Linked DNA regions of Drosophila melanogaster: region 1 is linked to region 2. The links are chromatin contacts, called in public Hi-C maps. All regions are on one chromosome and are shown on one strand. The core of a region is the stretch at or near the end of the contact, and the rest is flanking DNA. Distances in the headings are between cores, read along the strand shown. Region 1 holds the start of CG13813. Region 2 holds the start of kug (kugelei).

The links. A called contact is a pair of places that touch in the nucleus more often than the background predicts.
Region 1: a contact with region 2 is called in a Hi-C map of the Kc167 cell line, with 1.6 times the contacts expected there. The contact joins the promoter of CG13813 here to the promoter of kug in region 2. A contact is called at or near these places in 39 of 107 Hi-C or Micro-C datasets (the D17-c3 cell line, the Kc167 cell line, the ML-DmBG3-c2 cell line and 13 more) and 1 of 6 datasets of contacts at active chromatin or transcription factors (the Kc167 cell line).

The regions. Positions count from the first base shown.
Region 1 is chr3L:20,227,731-20,233,082 of dm6, forward strand. It overlaps CG13813, which reads left to right and starts at 3,939. Exons shown (of 2, transcript NM_140938.3): 1 at 3,939-4,766; 2 at 4,827-5,352. The coding sequence starts at 3,990. The coding sequence ends at 5,342. It overlaps Su(var)3-3 (Suppressor of variegation 3-3), which reads left to right. Exons shown (of 4, transcript NM_168835.2): 2 at 1-614; 3 at 687-1,225; 4 at 1,343-2,520. The coding sequence ends at 1,947.
Region 2 is chr3L:20,002,601-20,007,570 of dm6, forward strand. kug (kugelei) reads left to right here and starts at 2,701. Exons shown (of 21, transcript NM_001300197.1): 1 at 2,701-2,889. CG7668 reads left to right here and starts at 136. Exons shown (of 3, transcript NM_168830.2): 1 at 136-392; 2 at 703-1,763; 3 at 1,817-2,234. The coding sequence starts at 318. The coding sequence ends at 1,949.

The DNA.
Region 1 (5,352 bases), core at 2,689-5,188, 230 kb after region 2:
TTTCGGAAGAACAGCTATATTGCCGATGTGGGAGCAATGGTGGTTACCGGCGTCTATGGCAATCCAATGACGATCCTCAGCAAGCAGATCGGTATGGACCTAGTTCCCATCCAGCAGACATGTCCACTTTACGGCCCAGATGGAAAGCCCGTGCCCAAGGAGAAGGATGACGTGATCGAGAGAGAATTTAACCGACTGCTGGAATCAGCCAGCTACCTGTCCCACCGCCTTGATTTTAACTACGCCGGCGATTGCCCAGTTTCGCTGGGCGATGCCTTGGAGTGGATAATCAGTATGCAGGAGATGCAGGTGATGCACAAACGGGGGCAGCACATGCAGGAGATCATAGCCACCCAAACGAAGATCATTGAACAGCGTCGTCGACTGAAAACCCTTAGAGATACCATCGGCAAACTAAAGAATGAGCACTTGGCAATGATCAACCAGCGGAAACCCAAAGGCACGGATGGCGATCTGAAATACTGTTACCAAGAGTTTAACATTCGGAACACCCAGATCAAAATGGAGGAAACGATCAGTACGTTTCACGATCTCCATGCCGAGGAAAAGCAGATGTTAGCCAAACTCCACGAACTGGAGCAGAACCGACCTAGGTAAGTAGCCTTTCAAGTAGTCTTTGAAAGCTTGAAATACGTTAAATGGCCTAATTAACTCCATTCGTTCAGCGATGTGTACCTCTCGTCCCGCGACCGCCTGATCTTGGACTGGCATTTTGCCAACTTGGAATTTGCTAATGCCACCCGACTAAATAACCTGTCGTTGAAGCACTGGGATCAGGACGATGACTTCGAGTTTATTGGCCACCACACAACTGTGCGGAACGGTTATTCATGTGTGCCTGTAGCTCTTACTGAAAACCTGGACATCCGTGTCAATAGCGCCGTCAAGGAGATAAAGTACGGCACCAAAGGTGTGGAAGTAGTGGCTGAAAACTTGAAGACATCCAATTCGCAGATGACATACAAGGCAGACCTTGTCGTCTGCACACTTACTCTGGGCGTCCTCAAAGTGGCGGTAGCACATAAGGAGTCACAGCAGAGTAACACAGTCAAGTTCGACCCGCCATTGCCGGACTGGAAACAGCAGGCCATCAAAAGGCTGGGATTTGGGAATCTCAATAAGGTTGTGCTCTGCTTCGATCGCATTTTTTGGGATCCCAACGCTAATCTCTTCGGACACGTGGGCAGCACGACGGCGAGTAGAGGTAAGTGATGTGACTTTTGGCATTTGCTTATCCTATTCATCCATTACCAGACCTGGAAAGACTTTCAACAGCCCAAATTGTATTGGTAATTAAATGTGTTCAACGTATTAATTGCAGGAGAAATGTTTCTGTTCTGGAGTATAAGCTCATCTCCGGTGTTGCTCGCTCTAGTCGCCGGAATGGCAGCGAATCTGGTGGAGAGCGTGACGGATGACATCATAATCGGGCGTTGTATGTCGGTGCTAAAAAACATCTTCGGGAATACCTCTGTTCCACAACCCAAGGAAACAGTGGTAACGCGTTGGCGCAGCGATCCCTGGGCCCGTGGGTCGTACAGCTACGTATCCGTTGGTTCCTCGGGCAGTGACTACGATCTGCTGGCGGCGCCGGTCATTCCGCCGTCCAGTAAGGATGCGGAAGGATTGCCACGGCTATTCTTCGCGGGTGAGCATACGATACGGAATTATCCGGCCACTGTGCATGGAGCGTACTTGAGCGGATTGCGCGAGGCGGGACGTATTGCGGATTACTATCTCGGCTATCCAGAGGGAACACCGCCGGACATTGGCTACTCGGTGGCTGAGGCGGCCAATCTGGTGTCCGTGGGAAATGTTGTCAAGCTGCGCGACCTCTCGCCCAATCTATCTGACTCCTCCCCGTCGTCAAAGAAGTCGGAGGAGAATTCAAACTCAAACACTGCCGACTCTACGGAGCTACAGTAACAATGTATTTAGCGTGATGGATTTGGTCCCCAGCAGTTACTCCTAGAGCGTTTAGTTTTGTATCATACAACTGGGGCTCGCTGTTTAAAACGAAGCTAGGCCGCTGTAAATACCTAAGACTATTCAACTAAGCATAGACCACTTTCATTCAACCAATTATAAATTAAGATAAAAAGCAATAACACCCAACAAAGCAAATCCTCTTCAGTGTTTCCTTCAGATCAAAGTAAACCAACCTCTGTGCGCCTATAATTGATCAACAAATGCAATCATCTATCATAACTTTCCGTACCACTTACCCGCCAATGAGGAGTATATCTTTTAAGTATATTATCGCCTATAAGATTGTTTTCAATAAGTATTTTGTAAATTAAATTTGAAAATAGTAAATTAAATTGACGCCGATATTTTTAATTAGGTTAATTTAATTTAAGTACAAATTTCATATTACTTCCAACTTAAAAACACTTTCAATTTTTTTAATATCTTATTGTTATCTTGATAAAATACGATGTAGAAAAATGTGTACGCAAATCATGGCATAAATTGAGTTTTAAAATATAATGTAAGCTTAATCCTTCGACTTTTTATTAGGCAGTTCGTACTTCATTATACCCCGAAACTAGTGGGTATCGAAAAGTGAAAACGGTAATGTTTTGGGTCTCGGGCAGTTGGGCAACTTCTTTCGAAATTGTGTCAGTTCAACGACCTCCACCCAAGTTCGCTTTCAATGGCAATGAAACGAAAGCTTAACCTTAGCCGTTAAAAGCTCCTGTTTGCAAACTTCTACGAATTAGCATTGGTGGGTCTCAGGGGCGAAAAGCTCGGAAGTGCACTCGGTTAGAGCCGATCGGTGGGGGTGAATATATGTAAACGTATACATACATACGTACATGTGTGCCGCTAGAACGGGTTAGATCCGATCGTGCTATACCGTGCACGAGCTTTCTTGGGGGCGTGCATGTACCACGATTGTCAAGTTCAATGGCCGATATTTACGGTTCGCGGGTAATACTCAAAAAGCTTCGGCGGTGGGCATGGTTTGGTTTGGTATGGTATGATGGTATGACAAAAAGTTAAGTTTGATTTTTGTTTTCCTGAATCGCATTCTTTTCTAACTACTTGTATAGTAGCTTGCATATACGAGTAAGTCCGCCGCGAGTGTATGTTCGCATTAGCAATGGCCTTGAGCCGGGTCATCGACCGAAGCTACTGACGTTAGAGCTGAAAATAGAGCACAATAAGAAGTGCACTATCGTTCCTATCGATTGGCCTAAATATTTTGTGCAAACCCTTCTGGATTTGGGCAATGTTGCTGCTTTACAAACAAAACAAATAGATTAATCATGGGGTAAATATTAGTATTGCAGCGAAACCGAAAAACCTAGTTTCAAAGCTAAATAATTGAAGCTCTTTAGTTTGAATGTATCTTAGTTACTGGTGCAACTAGTAAAATCTGCAAACATTTTAGTTATGATTTGAATTAAACTACCAAAAACGTTTGGGGAAAACAGTACAAAAAATTCCCTTCTAAGTTCGTTGCTCTTTATCGGCTACGTAATTTGACGAATTGTTGGAAATGGTCTTAAATAAAATATAAAAAAATATAAATATATAAGACATATGAATATATAAAAAATCATGGACTATAGTGATCTCAATTAAATAAGTGTTATGCTGTTGTAAAGAAGATGAGTTTATAAAAATCGCATATTTTCTATATATCGAGAAATCCATATAAGCAATGATATCGATGATGTTAGTAAAGATGGTTTTACGAATATTCCACGCAATACAAACCCAGTACCATCGATTTAAAAACAAACTCTAATATCTATTCGTTAGTTTAGAAGCAATAAGGATGCCCACTTAACCATTCACCATTCAATCGGTCACGTGGCTTCTATCATCAGCACCACCCTCAATGCAGCGCAACTAGTGTGGAGCTTTTCGGCCGACGAACTATAAAAGCCGAAACAAATGTTGAAGTAGTTCACTTGGAAATATAGATTCAACGACGAAGATTCAAGCCAGGTAACAAAATGAGCGATAACGAGCTTTCATACGCCGTTACCCGAGTCCTTTTGGAGCTGTATCAACGCCATGGTATACCTATGGTCTCGCAACCAATGGCCGGAGTTGGGGAGAATGCCTACGGACAGGTTCTCCGGGTGAGTTGGCCCACGATCGTGGACGCAGCCACCGTGGTGGTCAAAATGGCGCCTAGGAACGAGGCCCGAAGATCCCATATGCACGTCGTGGACTACTATGCTCGTGAAGTCTTCATGTACCAGAAGGTGTTTCCCGTTTTCCGGGCGCTATCTCCAGATCGGAACACTTTCACCGTGGCGCCGGCCCTACAGGCCAATGACTTGAAAGCTCCCGATGAGTTCTTGATATTCGAGGACCTGTCTGAGAGTGGATTTCGGCCCAATTCACGCTGTATTATGCCTACCTACGACATCGTGGTCTGCTCCCTGAAAGCTTTAGCGGAGCTGCATGCGTGCTCCTTCATCCTGCAGCAGACCGATCCCTTGCAGTTCAAGCAGTTGGTGGAGTTCGTGGAGAAGGACAACCTATTTACATCTGACATTGAGGAGGTCACAATTGAGTTTGGAAAGGCGCAGCTGCGCAAGGCGAGAATCATCCTGAAAGAATCCGATGGCGACCAAGTGGCCGCGGTCCAGGAAGTCCTGCAATTGTGTGAAAACCAGCTGAAATCCTTGGCTCTTTACTGTGTGGATGGAAAGGCGCAGGCGCCACATGCTGTTATCTGTCACGGTGACTTCTGGAATAACAATATTCTCTATAGACATGAGGTAATTAATCCTTCTAGTTCTAAGTTATTATCTAAATAAGCTACTATTGCTATTCCCCAGCCTAATTCTGATCAACCTGTGGAGGCCAAGCTGATCGACTTTCAAATGTCTCGCTATGCACCGCCGGTACTGGACATAGTCCATTACCTGTTTGCCTGCACGGAGAAACGATTGCGGGACGAGCACTTCCCCGACTTTATGGATGCTTACTACAACACGATGGACCAGAAATTGAAGTCCTGCAATCTTTCCCTCGAGGGCATATATCCGCGCAGCGTCTTCAATCGGCAATTGCAACAGTACGGCGTTTACGGCTTGATAATGGGAGCATTTTCGCTACCCTTTTTCATTTCCAATGCCAACGAAGTGATTGATATCGATACTGTTTCCGAGGCCATCCAAAGTATTTCGACATCCTCTGATGAACCCAAGTACAAGGAGCTCATTGAAGAATACGAAATGCTCAACGCCCGGACTTTACCAATTTTCAAGCGGCGAATCACTGGTATCGTCGAGGATCTTATAAAATACAACATGACGGAGCCGCTGTTCAAAATGGACTCCGAGCAGTGCTAAAGTATTATAG
Region 2 (4,970 bases), core at 1,451-3,950:
AAATGGTTCTTATACACTTATTTAAAGCAATAGTTTGAAAATGCAAAAGTTCCTTTTCAAAGATGATACCCAGTAATTAAATTTACGGAATACCCCCTATGCCATGTTCTAGCCGGACTGCGTAACTCCCTCAGTCCATATCTGGTAACACTTAGAGCTAAACAGCTACGTGCAATTCATCGGATTTTTTTGTATTTTGAGTTGTTACAAATATAGGCACTTGCTTTACATCTTTAAATTTATTGCACGGATTATTGCAAATTCCGTTTGGAGTGCTTTTAGGTACGATAAAACGTGGTGCTGATAAATTAATCCCCATGAAGCCGGAGGACCAGAACAACTTTTCTCAGAATTCGCGATCCTCTCCAGATTCCAGCACTGAGAACAATTCGGTGAGCAATAAGATTTTTCTCGATTCTCGTTACTTACATAGATAGAGAAGAACGTGTGAGAAATTTGAAAATTCTTTTGGTGTATTGATATAAATTCACAAGTAAAATAAAAATCAAAGACACTAAAATAATAATGTCTAATGTCTTTATTATTCTAATGTCTTTGATAAAAACTTTTCGCTTTATATGTACTTCCCCAAATTCCGATTCTAGTGTCTTTGAATAGACTCAGTCAGATCCGATAGTGATCGTAATCATGAATTCATGCACATAGTTCTCAGCGAATATTGTATACTCTTTCGTTTTTCAGAGCAGCAGTGATTCGGAAATGGAATTTGTGGGCACAAGTGCACGGGGAATGCTGAAACATAAGAAAAAAGATGAGAGGAAAATATCGGAACTCACCCGAAAGTTGGCGGAGGCTGAAATAAATCTGAAGGCCCAACAGGAGAAGGGCAGTATACTTGAAAACTGCATCAAGGATAAGGATGATTTTATTAAGACCCTGCAATTGTCGATTGACTTAGTAACGCAAACAAAAGAAATGACCATACAGAAGTTACAAACTCAAATTATGGACTTGCAAAGTGATCTCGACTTGAGTAGGATTACAATTAAGAAGAACGATGGAGGAAATTGTGCTCCAGCGCATGATAAAGTTGTGAAAGAACGAAAGGAGTTAAATATGGAAAATGGAAAATTTCGAGAGGGGAATGATCAGATTGTTGAAATCGAGAAAATTTTGAACTCAAAAGAGGCGGAAATCGCCAGACTAGAATTCAAAATTGACGAGTCGAAGCTAAAAATTGTGCAATTGGAAGGTGCAGTAAAGGCGAAGGACGAAAAGATAGTGAAAATGACAGAGATATTGTCTGAGTATAACGTTAATAATAAGGACCACGATGAATTCGTATTACTGGGCTCTTCCAAGTTGCCTTCAATTAAATTGGTGACACTACCTGATTTCGAACCCTTTGCCTCAGTTTTCGAGGATATTCCTTCTGCCGGTCGTGGTTGGATGATAATCCAGCGTAGAATCGATGGCAGTTTCGATAACGCCACTGAATCAAATATAATAACGGGCTGTGGGGATTTGGGTGGCGAGTTCTGGCTTGGCCTACAAAAATTGCATAAAATGACGACACATCGACGAATGGAACTATATATCCAGCTCGTCGATTTCGACAATGCTAGTGCTTATGCAAGATATGATAATTTTGTTATTGGCGATGAAAAACAGAAATACAAACTGCTTTCCCTTGGCGAATACTCAGGAAATGCTGGCGACGCATTTCGCAGTCATATAAACCATATTATTGTTGGAAATCCGTTTGCAATGGAATCATCGAAATGGTGGGGTACAATGAACTGGTATGTATGAACTTGTTTTTGTTTAATGATTTTGAAAAATAATTCTTTTTCAGTAACTTGAACGGAAAATATCGGAATTCCAAAGTTGAGTTGGACACGACCGATGGCATTTGGTGGGGTAATTGGAATGTTGGTAATAGATATCCCCTGAAGTCGTGCAAAATGCTAATCAGACCAATGCCGTGAGCCAAGTATAATGGCTTGTCAAATAACATTGTCACGGAAATAAAAGTTGTAAAATAATTTCTACCTGTTCATTTTCAGCCTAATTATTGTAGAATGTTAAGTTTTAGTGTCGACCAAAGAGTGGATAACAGGCTTGAAGGTCCTATAAATGCTGTATGCTGTATTTGCAAGTAAAATCTAGCTTCGCTTGGTATTTTTTTTATCGTAATAATACCGACTTTGTTATTTTACGGTCGAGGGAAATTTACATGAAAATCCCACCAGATGGCGCGTTTGATAAAATCGATTTTATCGCAGGAATGCCGTATTAAATTGCCCAAGTTTCTATAAAATATAAATATATTTTGATAAATAGTAATAATAATACATAATAGAAAAAAAAAAAATAAAACATAAAAATCTGCAGAAGGCAACAAATTGCATCTAACAGTGAAGTGGAGCATTTTCCTAGCCTCACAAAATATTTAGCAATAACAAATACATTTGTCTAAAACATGTAACAAGTCAGACATATGCATGTTCTCCGCAATAAAGCTGGGATATTTTTACCAGAGAGGGTCAAAGGACTCAATAACAGAAGGGGAAATAGGGGTGCTCCATGCTCAAGCTGGTCCGGATGAGCTCGAAGTTGCTGTTGGAGGTTGCAGCTGGAGGTTGCAAGCGCAGGACATGGCCCAACTCGTTAGGACCTCGAAACGAAAAGTCGAATCAGTTGAATTTCTGTTCTCATTGACTGCGGTTTAAGTTGCTTTAAATCGCAGTAAACGGTGTGCGTCGTCGGTAGCAATTGAATGAGAAGGGAAAGTATGTTTCAATCGAAAGTCGCGTTGTTCCGTTAATATGACTCGAGCTTAGGCGACGATACGCGAGTCGATAAATGTATCTGCGCCCATACGCATTTCCAGTGCAAGTGATGTTTATCTGTAAAATGCAGAAATATGTACGTATTCGTGTTGTGTGCCACAAATACGTCCGAGTTGACCAATAGTCCACGATAATATTGCTTTACATATAAGTGTAACAGTGAATTGGGGTTGCATAACCCCCTGTGGTGATACAGATAATGAGAAACCAAATATATCCAACCAAAAATCAGTGGAATAAACCACAACATACACCTCCGCACAGGAAACTTCTGCGATGGTCTGGGCTACATTTCTTGAATTGCGAAGCCATTGCAATGAGGATTATGGGAAACCAAAGGGTTCCATTCCTTGTATACGTCCTAGTGATTTGTGATATTTTTAGGGGGCATCAACCTTAATTGACACCCAAATATATTGCCAGGGATCCATGTTTTTAATGAAAACTATAGCATTTAAATAAAGCTGTTTCCAAATTTTGATACAGTTTAAAGACTTTTTTCACATATCAGTTTGATATGTTCCTTTAGAAGAAACCAAAGCAACAACAATATTGTAGGCGAACCAAATAAATAGGACTTCATTTTAATTAGTTAAGTGCTTTCTTTAAAATTGCACTCGACAAAAACCAAAATATTATTTTTTATAATATCTCCATATTACAAATTTTGTTGTTATCTTAAATGCAGCCCTTTAAAACGTAAGATAAAGAGTTATTCGTGAAGGAAATTATTTTGTTTCAGAATTTATTTTTATTGGCGAACATACAAATAATTTAAACATTTAATTAGTCTTGACAATTGGTTTTGACCACTTGTTGAAAGGTTATTAAAGCGATTTTTTTGTATTGTTCGAAAATTTTGTATTTATTAGACAAAGGCCTCGCTTAAATTCGTGTCAATTCGCGCTTAGCAGTATAATCGATCTGGAAATTATCGGCTACGCACTATCGGTGCTGTCATCGAGTCTCGCAATATTCGATTCTTGCAATCGATTTTAGCATTTTCAAGAGAGAGCAATAGCGGGCGGAGTTATCGGCGATCGTAGTTAGTGGTGCATATGTACATGCAGCTGCCAATTAATGTGAGTGTGTAATCCGCGTCTAGAGTTCCGGAAATCAGAGATGAATGAAAATACAAACCGATGAAAGTGATCGCCCCCGAAGTTACCGAGCAACCAGCGAAAACACCGAATATTAGATAGTTCCAGACAAGTTGTGGGATCCACTCTAAATTACAAAGGTATACACACATATGTACCTGAGTGCGTTTGTATGTGGACCAAACATTTTCCAAAAAGATATATCAACCGAGAATTGTGCATTTCTGTGTTTTAAGCCAATAAAATACCCAGTGCCAGGTGCACGAAGTTTATCACGGCGATTCGGAGTGATGTGTGTGCGTGTGTTTGTTTACTTACCTTATCGGAAAATTAGGCCCACGAAAAAGAGACACATGTTATCTTTGTACACCGATGTGCTATGTACATATGCATCGCCTATGTATGTATGTAAATGCTGCACTGCTATGTAAAAATTGGAGTTAGTGCTCGTAATGGTGTGACTTTGTGGACTGATTTTTGGAGTGAGAATCCAGAAAAGCTAAGAAGAGTTCTCAGACATTGCTTCTGAATAAACATTAAAGTTGAAAGCACTCAGTGATTCACATGGCCTGTGCTCGCTAACCCGTTTCGACTTCTTTTCATGCCTTATACATATGTACATACATATGTGTGTATTAGGGTCTTATTACTCATATTTACCTACGCGCCGCACCAATTTCGCAACCTTCACGTTTTCATGAATCGAAAAGTCGAAAATCTCGTAATTTCCACTCCCAACATCCCAACAAGTGGCTCCCTCAGTCAAGTGATTATGCTGATCTGCTGTGCTAGTGAAAATTCATTTTAAAAGTGTTACCTTCACGGTTCTTTAAATTTGTAAACAATAAATTTGAGACTTGAAAGCGACGTGTTATGAAAAATATTTCAAACACTTCTTTTATTCAGTTTTATAGGAAAAATGAAGCTTTACTTTTCACACGATTGGTTTATTAGTTTTTCTTATCTGGCAAAGGTGTCAAGTAAGAGGGCTTTGTGTCGTACAACCTAACTACATGGATATCAAGATATGGAGAAATTCCCGTTCCTTGTGATTATT